Regions from separate parts of the Manis pentadactyla genome. Here region 1 is linked to region 2. A link is a contact called in public Hi-C data. All regions are on one chromosome and are shown on one strand. The core of a region is the stretch at or near the end of the contact, and the rest is flanking DNA. Distances in the headings are between cores, read along the strand shown. Region 1 holds the start of WNT9A (Wnt family member 9A). Region 2 holds the start of LOC118933496 (zinc finger protein 354A).

Region 1 (6,395 bases), core at 2,242-4,741, 160 kb after region 2:
TTCACAGCAGCCAAAGGCAGAGACAACCAGTGGACGGACGGATCCCAACAACACTGTGTGCATGTCCATCCAACCAGATACCATCCAGCCACAAAAAGGAAGGAAGCCCTGATCTACACCATGGCGTGGGTAAGCCCTGGGGACATTATGCTCATGAGAAGCCAGATATGAAAGGCCACATGTTGTGTGATTCCACTTGTACGAAACATCCAGAACAGGCAAACCAGGAGAGACACAACGTGGATTAGTGCTGGGGGGCTGGGGAAGGGGGCGAGATATGAGGTTTGGGGAGTGATGAAAATGTTCTGGAATTAGATAGCAGTGCTGACTGCACAGCCTTGTGGGTGTGCTAAAAAACCACCGAGCTATATGCTCTTAGCAGTATATAGGATATGAGTTGTTTCAGTAACAGAACTATGGCAAATGGCCTCTCGCCCACTTGGCCTCATTCATGTGACCCTGACTGCCTTTCATTCGCACTCCAGGCACCCCTCACATGCCTGGTGTGGAGAGCCTTTAGGTGCCATGCCTGGTGGTGCCTCCTCCGTGCAGGCCTCCAGGGACCAGGAGGCAGGGTCCGCTCCCCCAAGCCAGCCTGCAAATGTCAAGCCAGCCTGCAAATGCCTCCTACGGAATGTGGATGGCTGAGGACACCACCAAGGGTCTTAGGCTTTTGCCTGCCCAGGCAGCCCCAGCATGCAAGTCTAGTGGCTCCCTCCGGGGTTCTGCTGGGGCAGGCAAGGCACACACACAGGATCTCTAAGCAAAGGATATCAGGGTACCAGGGAGCCCAGGCCCTGCTCTGCCAGGCACGGATCCCAATAAGCCCCAGAAGCAGCCCTTGGCTCCTTGTGAAGGGCAGCACGAGGGTGCCTGGCCTCCGGGTCTGGGGCATCCCTTCCTGGGCAGGTTCAGGTCCATCTTCTCACCTGACCACACAGACAGGAGAGCAGCTAGGTGGTGAGCCCACCCGACCCAGGGCAGGCCAAAGTGCACTGGGGCTTCCCAACCCACCAGAGTAAAGCCAGAGGAGTAGGAGGAGGGAGCCGGGATCCAGGCCCACCTCTCCCTTCCCCCTCTTGAAAGTTCTGCCTGGCACGGAGGCAGCTCCAGTTACAGCCCAGAAACCTAGAGAGGCTGGCCTGGGGGGTCACGTGGGCAGCAGGAGCCCTCTCTGCCTCCTCCCACGGCTGCAACCCAACCCTCTCTACAGCTCTGGATGCCAGACAGGACACTCCATGCCTGCCTTGGGCCATCTTCCCCTTCACGCTCTGCTCCTGCTGCTTCCTGGGCCAGGAGAAAGAGAACCAGACCCAGGCCCAGCCAGTCCCTGCTGGCCAGAGATGCCAGACTTCCACACAGATCAGCCCCCTCCTCGACTCTTCCTCTCCTCCCAGGCCCAGCCGACCTCAGTGCCTGAAGCTGTCCTGAGGCACGTTGCTGGGCACGGACCCTTCCAGCACTGCCCCCTTCCTCCTGCCTGTCCGGCTGGCACCAGGCCTAAACCCTCCGGGACCCCAGTCCGTCAAGCAGAGCTCTGGCTCTCACGCCTGACCCCTGGCATAGCCAGCTGTACCCTGGGCAGGACATCTGCCTCCTATGCTCCCCAAAGGCAGGATTTGGGAAGCCTCACTTGGTGGAGCCATTGGGGACAAAATGCAGGGGAAGGGGGCTGGCCAGAAGAGCCCCTGGGGTGCCAAGCCCCCCCCCAAGTGCCCCACGCCCACTGGGACTTCCTCGGGTGTGGGCCCTAACACACACATAGAAACAGCAGAGCTCAACGACTTTCCCAGAAGCAAGGGGAGCAGGAAGCGGAGAAAGCGGGCTGTTGCCAGGACTGGACCTCCCCTCCCCACAGTGGATCTATCTTCTAGTCAGAGTAGTGCCACCAGGGTGTACGCAGACCCCAGGCCATGGAGAACAAGCAGGCGCAGCTGGCTGACAGGCCACCATGACTCACCATGGACCTGCGGCCAGGCGGCCATCCCCTGACCCTCCCTATACCCAGGAGGGCGAGGGGAAGGCTGCACAGATGGTGAGCAGGGGCGTGCCTGCCAGTCTCTGCGCCCAGGGCCCCAGGCAGGGCCAGGCCCCAGCTGGAGCCAGGAGAGGGTTGCTGGTGGGGTCCCCAGAGGGAGGTAACACTGGGCTGACCCTGGAAGACGACCCAGGAGAAAGAAACAGAAGGAGAAAGGGGGAAAGAAAAACACAAAGGGAAAGTTTCCCATGAAAATATTTTATTTTCTTTGAGAACAGGATACACCTGCAGGGCTCCGCGCCCGGTTGGCCTCTCCCTGCCTGGCGGTGCCACATTTCTGGACCGACGGGGCCCTCTGCCGGCCAGGCCGCCGCGCGCCCCAGGCCAGGGGCGAGGGAACAGGTGACGGCAAAGGGCGGCGGCCGCGAGTGCCCAGGGCGGGCCGGGCGCGGGGGTGGGCCCGGTCCAGGGTGGAGCCTGGGGGCGGGGAGGCCTGGAGGGCCGGGGCCGCGAGCGCGGTGCCACCCCAACCCTGGAAGGCCCATCCGCAGGTCGCGGCAAGGGTTCCCAAAGGTCGTGGGCTGGACATTCCAGGTCTGGGAGAGAGGGACAAGGAGGGGTTGGAGGGCACGGCGGGGACGACGCGTCGAAACCACAGGCCGCCGCTGCGGAGAAGCGCGGGGCGGTGACTCAGGACGGCGGGAGGCGGCACTCACCTCCCAGCCCGCTCACCGGCTCGGGTCCCCCAGACGCGCGCCCGCGGGCCAGGCCGGAGCGAGCGGCAGGAGCAAAGCGCAAGAAAAATAAATTCCTCCAGCTTGGAGCTTTTTCGGTCCCTCCTTTGGGGCTCAGTGCGAGGAACATCTGGATTTTGTACGTATTTTTTGTTGTTGTTGTTAAATTAACTTCTCAAGGAGAGAAGGAGGGTCGGGGGTAAGCTGCAAGGGGCTGAGTGGCCAGGGGCCAGGGGGCTCCAGCGTGTGTCAAGAGTCGGCGGCGACGGGGAGCAGGACCAGCGCTTGGCCCCAGGCTCAGGGGCGCCCCGCGTCCGGGCGCGGCAGCCGTGACGACGACCCCAGGGTCACGGAGGACCGCGGCGCCGTGCCAGCCCGTCGGGCACGCCGGCCCTCTCCCCGCCGCGTCGCGGGGACACCGACTCGCGAGCCGAGCGACGCGCGCGCCGCAAACAAACAGCACCCGGCACCCCGGCGGCCGGCCCGGCCGCGCACCTGGGCCGCCAGCCCGCCCCGCGCCCACCCCCGGCCCCCGCGCCCGCCGGGCCGCAGCCACCTACCCGAAGTAGGCGGCCGAGGGGCGCAGCGCGGCGAGCAGCAGCGTCAGGGCGAAGGCCGCGGCCAGCCAGCGCGCCAGCAGGGGCCCATCCAGCATCTTGCCGCACCGCGGCGGCGGACCATCGCGCTCCCGGCCCGCGCAGGGCGCCCCGCGGCCGCCGCCCTCTTATAGCGCCCGGAGCGCCAGGCCGGGGGCGGGGCGCCGGCCAGCTGGGCCCGGCCCGCCCGCGCCCGGGGAGGGGTCACGCCGGCGCCGGGGGCGGGCCGAAACCCGAGCCGAGCGCCCGCCCCACCGCGCCGCCGCCCGGCTCCGCAGCTCCGGGGGCGCCGCCCGCGAGTGGGGAGGGGGCGCGCGAGGGCGGCGGGCGCGGGGGCGGGGCGCGCGGGGCGGGGCCTCGGTGACCCCGTCAGCCCCGAGTCGGAGCGCGCGCTCGCTCCCCGAGAGCTGGCTTGCCCGCAGGTGATGCCCGCGAGCTGGGGGAAGCTGGACCGAGGGGGCAGCAAGGCTGGAGGGGCGCCGCCGCCTTTTTGTTGGCCCGGCCAGCTGAGGTTGCGGAACAAGTCGCTCAACCTTCTGCGGTCTCCGTCTCCCCGTCCTTAAATCTAGGGAGTGCCCTGGAGGCGGAGACCACCGCCAGCGCTGCTCCAGGGAACCCCCCTTCCCGGAGGCTCTACACAGCGCGGACTGGCTGCGGTGCCAAGGGGGCCTGGCGCGGCCAGAGGCAACAGGAGCGATGGGATTCGGAGGACAGAGGCACACAGCCACTGCTGAAGCACGGTGATGTCGGAGAACCCCAGGCCCAAAAAACCAGACACACAATTTACCGGTCTTGGGCTAGGCGACAAGGGCCCAGGGGATCCCTGGGACTGCGGGGGAGAGTCCAGCCCCTGTCAGCCCTCTCAAGTTGGGAAGCTTCTGGGCAGAGACCCCGGGGTGTAGGGGTCTGAGCACCTCTGAAGACTGGGCGTGGTGAGCTCTGAGAACCTGCCACTAAGTGACCTGTCTTGGAACTGTGGTCAGAGGTAAAGCTGGGTGGCAAAAAATGCATCCCCACAGTGACCTCCGGAGCACTCGACACCCCTTGGGCCCCCTCCTCTCTGGGAAGACCCACCCAGGTGAGCACACCCCCTCCACCTTGGGGAGATTCCTGAGACTGGCCAGTGAGGGGTGGCAGGGAGGACATGGGGCTTTGGGCACATCCCTTCTTTCTGTGCCTTAGTTTCACCATCTGAGACCTATCTGAGTGCAGGGAGTCAGGCCTTTTCTAAGTTGTGAGGCCACTGTGGAAGCCCCCACCCAGCGTTCTGCCTCTCCATGGATGTGGCTGGCCTCGTGTCATTCCTACTCCAAGAACCCCTCCAGTGGGAGGGGGCTCTCCCTTGCCCTCCTCAGCTCATATGCCGCTCCACACTGACAGGGCTGCCCAGCAAAGAGAATCTGGCCGCAGGTGGCCCTGGCCCACCCAGGCTGTGGGTCAGGGTGCCTTGCCCTCCCCACCACAGCGGCCTCCTCAGCCCTCAGGGCCTCCACCTGAGGCCTGGCCCCACACCCGGGAACTGTGAGGCGTGGGGTGGGGGCATGCAGAGCGATGACATGTTTAAAAGCAGGGAGATTGTGCCCAAGAAAAATGAAGTGTGAGATTGTAAACATGCATCTGGAAGGCACTGCAGGCATGACAGAGGTCCTGGGGGAGCAGGCAGTTCTCTCGTCCGCCGACCAGTGAGTCCCAAGTCAGCAGGCAGCCGGCGGAGGTCCCAGCCGAGAACATGGGGCAGCGGCTATTGTGGGGAGCTGGAAAGGATGAGGCTCTGCCTTCCTGGGGCTTCGGCTCACAGCAGGCCTGCCCTGAATGGCCCTACTACACCCCAAGTCAAGTCTCAGCTAAGCCACCACAGGTGTCAGCAGGGGAGGGCCTCCAGAGACCCTGTCAGTCTGGGCCTGCAGGAGGACCGTGCAGCGGGGGGCTCAGCACACTGCAGGGTGATGGTGGGGAGCTGTGGACAGGGAGAGGGAACCTGTGTCCAGGGTCCATCTGGGGTGGGAGTGGCTGGTGCACCACTTCCTTCTGCCATCACCCCAAGCACACCCTCAAGTCTGTGTCTCCCTGGCTGGGGTAGAAAGTTGAATGTTCATAGAAGAGTTTTGGACAGACTAGCACCAGCTCAGTGGACCCTGCATGGTAAACTGAGGCCCGGAGAACTTGTTGGAATTAGTCTTGCAAAGGACATAGCAAGCCAGGTGGAGGTGGTGGGCCAACACCTGGCCCCGGCCTGCAGCTGTGCCATCTTGCAGATAACTTTGCGGACCTCAGTACAGCACGAGGATGGGACATTTTCCAGGGAGGGCAGTCCTTTCTCGTCCAGCAAAGTGATCCCAGGTCTCTGTTGGAGAAGCCTGGGGTGGGGTTTCCCTGGCCAGATGCACTCTGTACCCCGTCACAGCCATCCAGTCCTGCCAGGGCACAGGCCAGCCAGAACGGGACATGCAGGGCAGGAGCAGGACAGGACGGCTGCCCTGGGCATGTAGAGGGAGAGGAGTGGTCCAGGCGGGGCTGGATGTCTCTGCCCTACATGGCTTCTAATGAGGATCAGGATTGGAAAACATGGTGGTGCTCTCCAAGGAGCAGTAGGCACAGCTTCAAGAGGCCGGGGGGGCACCATTGATGGGTGTGTGCTCCCCAACATAGGCCCTCCCCCACAACCCAGGAAGGGAAAACACGGGCAGTGGGCTGTGAACACTCACTGGATCCCAGACCTTTCACAAATGGCCAGCCTCATGGGGACTCCAGCCCCCAAAACTGCTGGAATCTAGCACAGTGATGGTTCCTGAGCGGGTCCCCAGCTGAGCAGAAGGGCTGCCTGGGCCTCAGCAGAACAGCAGACCCCTGCAAAGTCAGGGTACCAGCAGGACCTCAGGGCCCTGGATGCAGTGGAGGGGGCCCTCAACTGTTATTCAGGGATCTTCCCCCCAGGCCAGAGACAGGGACAGTGAGAGAGAGAGAGGCAGAGGAGTCAGAAGACAGGAGAGGCCCCCTGCACAGCTGACACCACCCACTCCTCAGCCCTCCCTCAGACCTCAGTTTCCCATTCAACATCTTGATGAGGCTGAGGCTCTGGGAGGCCCC
Region 2 (6,588 bases), core at 300-2,799:
ATATTCCCTACAGAACCCGCCATCCACCAGGGGGACCAGCTCCTCAAAGGCAAAAGGACTGAAGCTCCAAATCCTGGAGGGATTGTATTGGGTAGAGAACTTGGGTTAGGGACAGATGTATTTCTTTTTGTACTCGAACTCCTGAGATGGCAATGAACTCACCTGAGACCTGGCTTCCCTCTGTTCAGTAGCCATGTCCTCTTTGTGGTCACTTCCCTCTGAAGATAGGCAGCGTCTCCAGAAGGCAGATCTGATAGGAAAAAGGGAGCCAGGAGGAAGAAGCCCCTTCTGCTTTCCACCCCTCAGAACCACCACCTCTGAAATTCTTAACACCACAGGAGAGTGACACCAGGTGTCACTCCTGGGCCAGTGCCTTCCCTGGCCTGCTCAGCAGGGGGAGCCTCCGGAACTGCCCCAGATGTCGCTCTAGAGAGGTGAGTCAGAAAGAACTAGCAGCAGACAGGACCAGAGAGAAAGTTTGGGCCATCCTGGTCCTAGCCCCAAATCTTCTCCTGGCCCAGAGGAAAAGGGCCTAAGACTCTACCAGCAGTAGCGTCGCACTGGGCCTCACTGTGTGCCGGGCACGGCCTGGGCATCATTCAATCCCACAGCACAGGTGGCATTGTCAGTAACCACCGTTTCCAGGTCAGGAAACTGAAGGCAGAGTGGGAGCAACTTAGCTCAGTTCACGAAGCCGGTGATGGTGCACCAGGATGTCTCCCAGGACGCACTCCAGAGCAGCAGCTCCAATCTCACTGCGCGCCATGTGACAACTTTTCTCCACCTCAAGCTTTCTCCACCCCATTCCTCCCACCCTGTCAAGGAGTCAATTTCTGTATTTTTAGAGAAAACTGATTGGGAACAGGAAAACATGAGCTTTCCTATGGCGGGGAGAGCTGCGGTCTTGAGGAAGGGGCACGGAAACCAAGGATATGGGCTTCGGTCCCGACTCTGCCACTGGGGAACGCCGACAACTCATTCTCGCTCACTATACTTCGTTATGACCCCACCCGGGAGGGCAGTGCGATGGAGACGGGAGGAAATGCAACTCCTCACGTTCGCTGACAGCCGGTAGCAAATTAAGACGCCGGCTGGGGCTGGGCAGGTGACGCACTGGGCATGGGTCGGGAGGAAGCAGGATGGTGGCTGGGACCTGGGGCCCCCGGGGGCGAAAGCCCGACCTGCTTTCTGGGAGCGTCTCCCGGACGGCTGGTGGCAGGCGGACAGCGCGGGGGTGCACGGCCTTTGGCCTGCCGCGCCCACAAAGGCCCACAAAGGCCCGGCGCCGCATCCTCCCGAGGCCCCGGGACTCCCTCCCACATCCCGCCCGCCCTCCGCTGCTCACCTCGCCCAGGCCTCCCGGGTTCCCGGGGCCAGTGCCTTCCCCGGCCGTGCTCAGCAGGGGGAGCCTCCGGAACTGCGCCGGCCCGACAGCAGCCTGGGGTCGGGGCTCCTCCCTGGCGGACCTCGGGTCCCAAGGCCGCTTACTCTGGGTGCAAAGCCCCGCGCCCCCGCAAGTCCGGGAGGGGCGGGGCAGGGGGCGCGCTAGGGGGTTGCCGCTAAGGCCTCCGGGGGATGTAGTCCAAGCGAGAACCCAAGCATCCTGGGAAGTGTAGTTCTCTGGCCTGCTGCGAGGCAGGCTAAGGCGAGCTTGTTACGTGTCCAGTTGCCATTTCCGGGTGTGGGGTACCCTCCTTGGGCGGCACGGTCTCGGCTCCTGTTCCCTATTTAGGTTAACGGCGGTTCGCCGGGTGCGGTGTCTTGTGGCTCTGCATCTGCAAATATGATAGGTTTGTTCTCGGCGGTTGTCTGTATGCCTATTTCCCCTTAAGTCATCCCGCAAAAGTGAATTGAGCACTTGCCATATGCCAAGCGCCGTTGTAAGTAAGCGGTTGGAAATAAGGCAGTGAACAAAACAAGTATCGCTGCCCTTGAGAACTTTTAGGAGGTAAGGAGCAGGCAACAGCCATAGACATAATTCTATAGCATTTTAGAAGATAAACATTATGGGAAAAAGTGAAAGGAAAGCAGGGTCGGAAGTATCTGGGGTAGGTGTGGAGGCAGGTTGTAGCAAGGGGTAATTACGTCAGGAATACCACCCTATGTTGATGTAGCATGGAAGTAAACACTGGTGAGATATATTAGGAAGCCTCTGCAAATTCTTGTTCTTGGCCCAAGTCATGTGCGTAATCATCATCATGTTACCTGTAAAAAAAAATGCTGAGACTTTGGATTGATTGAATTAATAAAATAACTTGGGGAAAATTAAATTCTTCACAATATTGATTCTAATAATCCATTACTATGGTTTATCTTGCCTTTTATTTAGGTCTAACTACTCCATATATTTACCCCATAGCAGCATTGCATATTTTTGTGCATTTCATTTGTGTTTCATATTTTTTGAAGCTTTTGTAAATGGTATCTTTTTAAATATGTATTAAGTGGCGGTTTTGTATAAATCTTACTGCCCAAAGGTTTTTGTAAATTCCAATAATGAATTTGCCGTTTTGGATTTTTTATTTACTATCATATAACATGTGAATGACAGTTTTGCTTCTTTTGTTTATGTATTATTTTTCCTATAATTATCATATTGAGTAGTCTATGATTTCTAGTCAAAGTAGGGGGAGGTGAGCAAAATGGCAGAGTAGAAAGCTCCAAGCCCTCCATCCTCCTTGGGAACATAAAATAAAAATAAAAGATTAGAAACTAGAAACTAGCTAAAATAACATTTCAAAGGCTTTGGAAAACGTCTGCATCAACCAAAGAACACTCAAACATTTGAAATTGTGGGAAGTTATGTGACATTTCTACTTGTCCTTGCCCCATCTCTGCAGGTGTTTGGAGAGGAGGCTGCTGAGTTCCCAGCTCACTCCAACAGAGTGGGAATCGAGCAGCCTTTATTTTTAAAGTTCTAGCCTGTTTGGGGGCAGCCAGAAGTACTGGGCTCCCTCTTGCATAATTCATATCTCAGGTGAGGAAAAGCAGAGAACATTGCTGTGAGAGTGGCTGGTAGTTTATAGTCCCACAGACACCTGGGGCAGTAACTCAAGGGTACAGACTTAAGACAGACCACCTAAGGCCCTGAGGAGAGGCTAGGGTGAGGCTCTTTGGGAAATCAAGACATTTAAAAGCAGCTAAAAAAGTGACGTAGGAAGATCTTACGCTTTCACCTCCATCTGATCCCTAGGCTGAGAGCAAGCCGGCTAATTGGTTTTATGCTATAGCAGTCCTATATTAGTCCCTTTACTAATCTGCAAAAACTGGCAGAAGTGACTATTTTTTTGTTTTGTGTGCTTTTTTAAAGACATTATTATTGTTATTATTATTATTATTATTATATTATTATTAGAGCAGTTTTAGGTCCATAGAAAAATTGAGAGAGATATAGAAACTTTCCACATACTTTCTGCTCCAACATGTGCATAGTCTCCCCTATTATCAACATCCCTTCCTAAAGAGGTACACTTGCTACATTGATGAATTGACATGTCACTGCATGTCATTATCTGGAGTCCATAGTTTACTTCAGGGTTCCCTTTCGGTGTTGTACATTCTACAGGTTTGGACAAATGTACAGTGAAAAGTATCCTCCAGTACAGGGTAGTTTCACTGCCCTAAAATCCTCTGTGCTCTGCCTATTCATCCCTCCCTGTCCCCTAACTCCTAGCAACCCATTTCCTATGGAGGTTAACAATATTTGTATTGTCTCCATAGTTTTGCCTTTTTCAGAATGTCTTATAGTTGGACTAATGCAGTATATAGCCCTTCCAATTTGGCTTCTTTAACTTAGTAATATGCACTTAAGTATCCCCTGTGTCTTTTCATGGCTTCATATCTAGTTTCTTTTTAGTTTTGACTGATATCCCATTTTCTGAATGTACCACAGTTTATCCACTCACCTACTGAAGGACATCTTGGCTGCTTCCAGGTTTTGGCAATTATGAATAAAGCTGCTATAAATATCCATGTGCAGGTTTTTGTGCGGACATAAATTTTCAAGTCTTTTGAGCATGATTGCTGGGGTATGGTAAAAGTGTTTAGTTTTGTAAGAGACTTCCAAACTGTCTTCCAAAGTGCTGTACCATTTTGCATTTCCATGTATGAGTTCCTGTTGGTCTATGTCCTCAACAGCATGTGGTGGTGTCAGTGTTCTGGATTCTGGCCATTCTAATAGGCATGTAGAGATATTTCACAGTTTTAATTTGCATTTCTTTGATATATGATCTGAATATCTTTTTGTTTGCTTATTTGCCATCTCTGTATCTTCTTTAGTGAGATGACTGTTACGATCTTTGGTCCATTTTTTAATCCAGTTTTCTTACTGTTGAGTTTTAAGAGCTCTTTGTATATTTGGGGTACCAGTCCTTTATCAATATATTTTTCAAACATTTTCTCCCAGTCTGTTTCTTGTCTTCTCATTCTTTTGATAGTGTCTTTCACAGAGCAGAGGTTTTTAATTTTAATGAAGTCCAGCCTATTAATTATTTCTTCAATAATGCTTTTGGTCTTTTATCTAAAAAATTTTTACCATACTCAAGGTCATCTAGGTTTTCTCCTGTGTTACCTTTTAAAATTTTATCATTTTGCATTTTACATTTAGGTCTGCAGTCCATTTTGAGTCGATGAAGGTTATAAGGTCTGTGTCTAGATTCACCTTTTTGCATGCTGATGTCCAAATGTTCCAGCAATTTGATGAAGAGACTGTCATTACTCCATTGTATTGCCCTTGCTCCTTGTCAAAGATCAATTGACTATATTTATGTAGGTCTGTTTTTAGGATTTCTATTCTGTCCATTGATCTGTCTATTCTTTCACCAACACCATACTGTCTTGGTCATTGTAGCTTTATAGTATGCCTTGAAGTCAGGTAACATCAGTCCTCCAACTTTGTTCTTCTTCAATATGGTGTCAGCTATACTGGGTCTTTTGCCTCTCCATATAAACTTTAGAATCAGTCTGTCAGTACTCACAATAATAAATAATAATTCTCAGGGATTTTGACTAAGATTGCATTAAATCTATAGGTCAATTTGGGAAGAGTTGACATCTTGGCAATACTGAGTCTTCCTATCAATGAACGTGGAACATATCTTCATTTAGTTCTTGATTTCATTCATCAAGGTTTTGTAGTTTTCTTCATATAGATCTTGTACATATTCTGTTAGATTTATACTTAAGTATTTAATTTTGGGGGTATTAATGTAAACGGTATTATGTTTTTAATCTTAAATTCCCCTTGTTGATCACTGCTATAGAGGAAAGTGATTGACTTTTGTATATTAACCATGTATTCTGCAACCTTGCCATAACTATTTATAGTTCTAGCAGGGGTTTTTTTTTTGTCTGTCTGTTATATTGAATTTTCTGCATAGATTATAATGTAACTGTTGGAGAAGGTCATCAAGAGGACATGACTGCCAGTTGGCCCACAAACTGGACGTGGGCAGTTGGAGGCCCCTTACTTACTCCCCTGTCCCTGGAATGTACAGTCTGCCTACCATTCTCAAACTAGCAATTATTTCAAGGTATTCAGCCTTTGGAGAGTGATGTGTTTTTGAGACACTCTGGACTGGATATGTGACTGAACCCCATAAGTCTTCTCTATAAACTAAGATTCTGTCAGATGGATCAAAGATCTACTAGTCTTATGGCTGCCCATGACAAGCCCCATATGTAAGTTACCTTCTTTATTGAAGCTGGCACCTACCAATCTTGAGTGGCCTCTTTCTTTGGTCTCTTCTTGTTCTCTGTGTATAGGGACTACTTTCAAATTTCACCTGGGGGAATCCTGAGGTTGCATATCAACACTCATCTGTGAACAAAGACAGTTTTATTTCTTCCTTCCCTTTCTGTATGCCTTTCATTTTCTTTATTTGTCTTATTGTATTAATTAAGACTTCCAATATGATGTTGAAAAACAGTGGTGAGAGGAGACACCTTGTCTTTTTCCTCATCTTAGTGGGGAAGCTTTGAGTTTCTCACCACTGGGTGAGTTAGCTGTAGGGTTTTTATAGATATTCTTTATTAAGTTGATGAAGTTTTCCTCTATTCCTAGTTTAGGGATAGTTTTTATCATGAATAAGTATTGGATTTTGTCATATTTTTTTCTGCATCTATTTATATGTTCATGTGATTTTTCTTTAGTCTGTTGATATGATGGATTATATTCTTTGATTTTTTTAATGTTGTATACCTGGGATAAATACACACTATATACCACTGGTCATGGCATAAAATTCTGTTCATACATTTTGGATTCAATTTGCTAATATTTTGTTGAGTATTTTGCATTTATATTCAAAAGAAATATCAGCTTATAGTTTTATTTTCTTGTATTTTTCTTTGTTGAGTTTTGGTATTGAGGTAATAATGGCCTCAGAAGATAGGAAGTAGGCCCTTCTGCTTCTATATTCTGAAAGCAATTGTAGAGAATCAGTATAATTTATTCCTTAAATATGTGCTAGAACCCATCTGGACCTGGTGCTTTCTGTTATAGAATATTATTAATTATTGATACCTTTTCTTTAGTACCATGGATCTATTCAGATTAACCCCCTTCCCCTTCCCTCCAGCCCTCCCTAG

Evidence for each region. Hi-C and Micro-C count contacts between places; a contact is called where the count stands out from the background.
Region 1: a Hi-C map of skin fibroblasts shows a contact between it and region 2, with 3 times the contacts expected there. The contact joins the promoter of WNT9A here to the promoter of LOC118933496 in region 2. A contact is called at or near these places in 3 of 3 Hi-C or Micro-C datasets (blood, fibroblasts and skin fibroblasts).

Annotation. Positions count from the first base shown.
Region 1 is chr13:93,274,617-93,281,011 of mManPen7.hap1, forward strand. It overlaps WNT9A (Wnt family member 9A), which reads right to left and starts at 3,492. Exons shown (of 4, transcript XM_036927852.2): 1 at 3,273-3,492. The coding sequence starts at 3,367.
Region 2 is chr13:93,121,024-93,127,611 of mManPen7.hap1, forward strand. It overlaps LOC118933496 (zinc finger protein 354A), which reads right to left and starts at 1,550. Exons shown (of 5, transcript XM_036927846.2): 1 at 1,346-1,550; 2 at 163-250. The coding sequence starts at 195.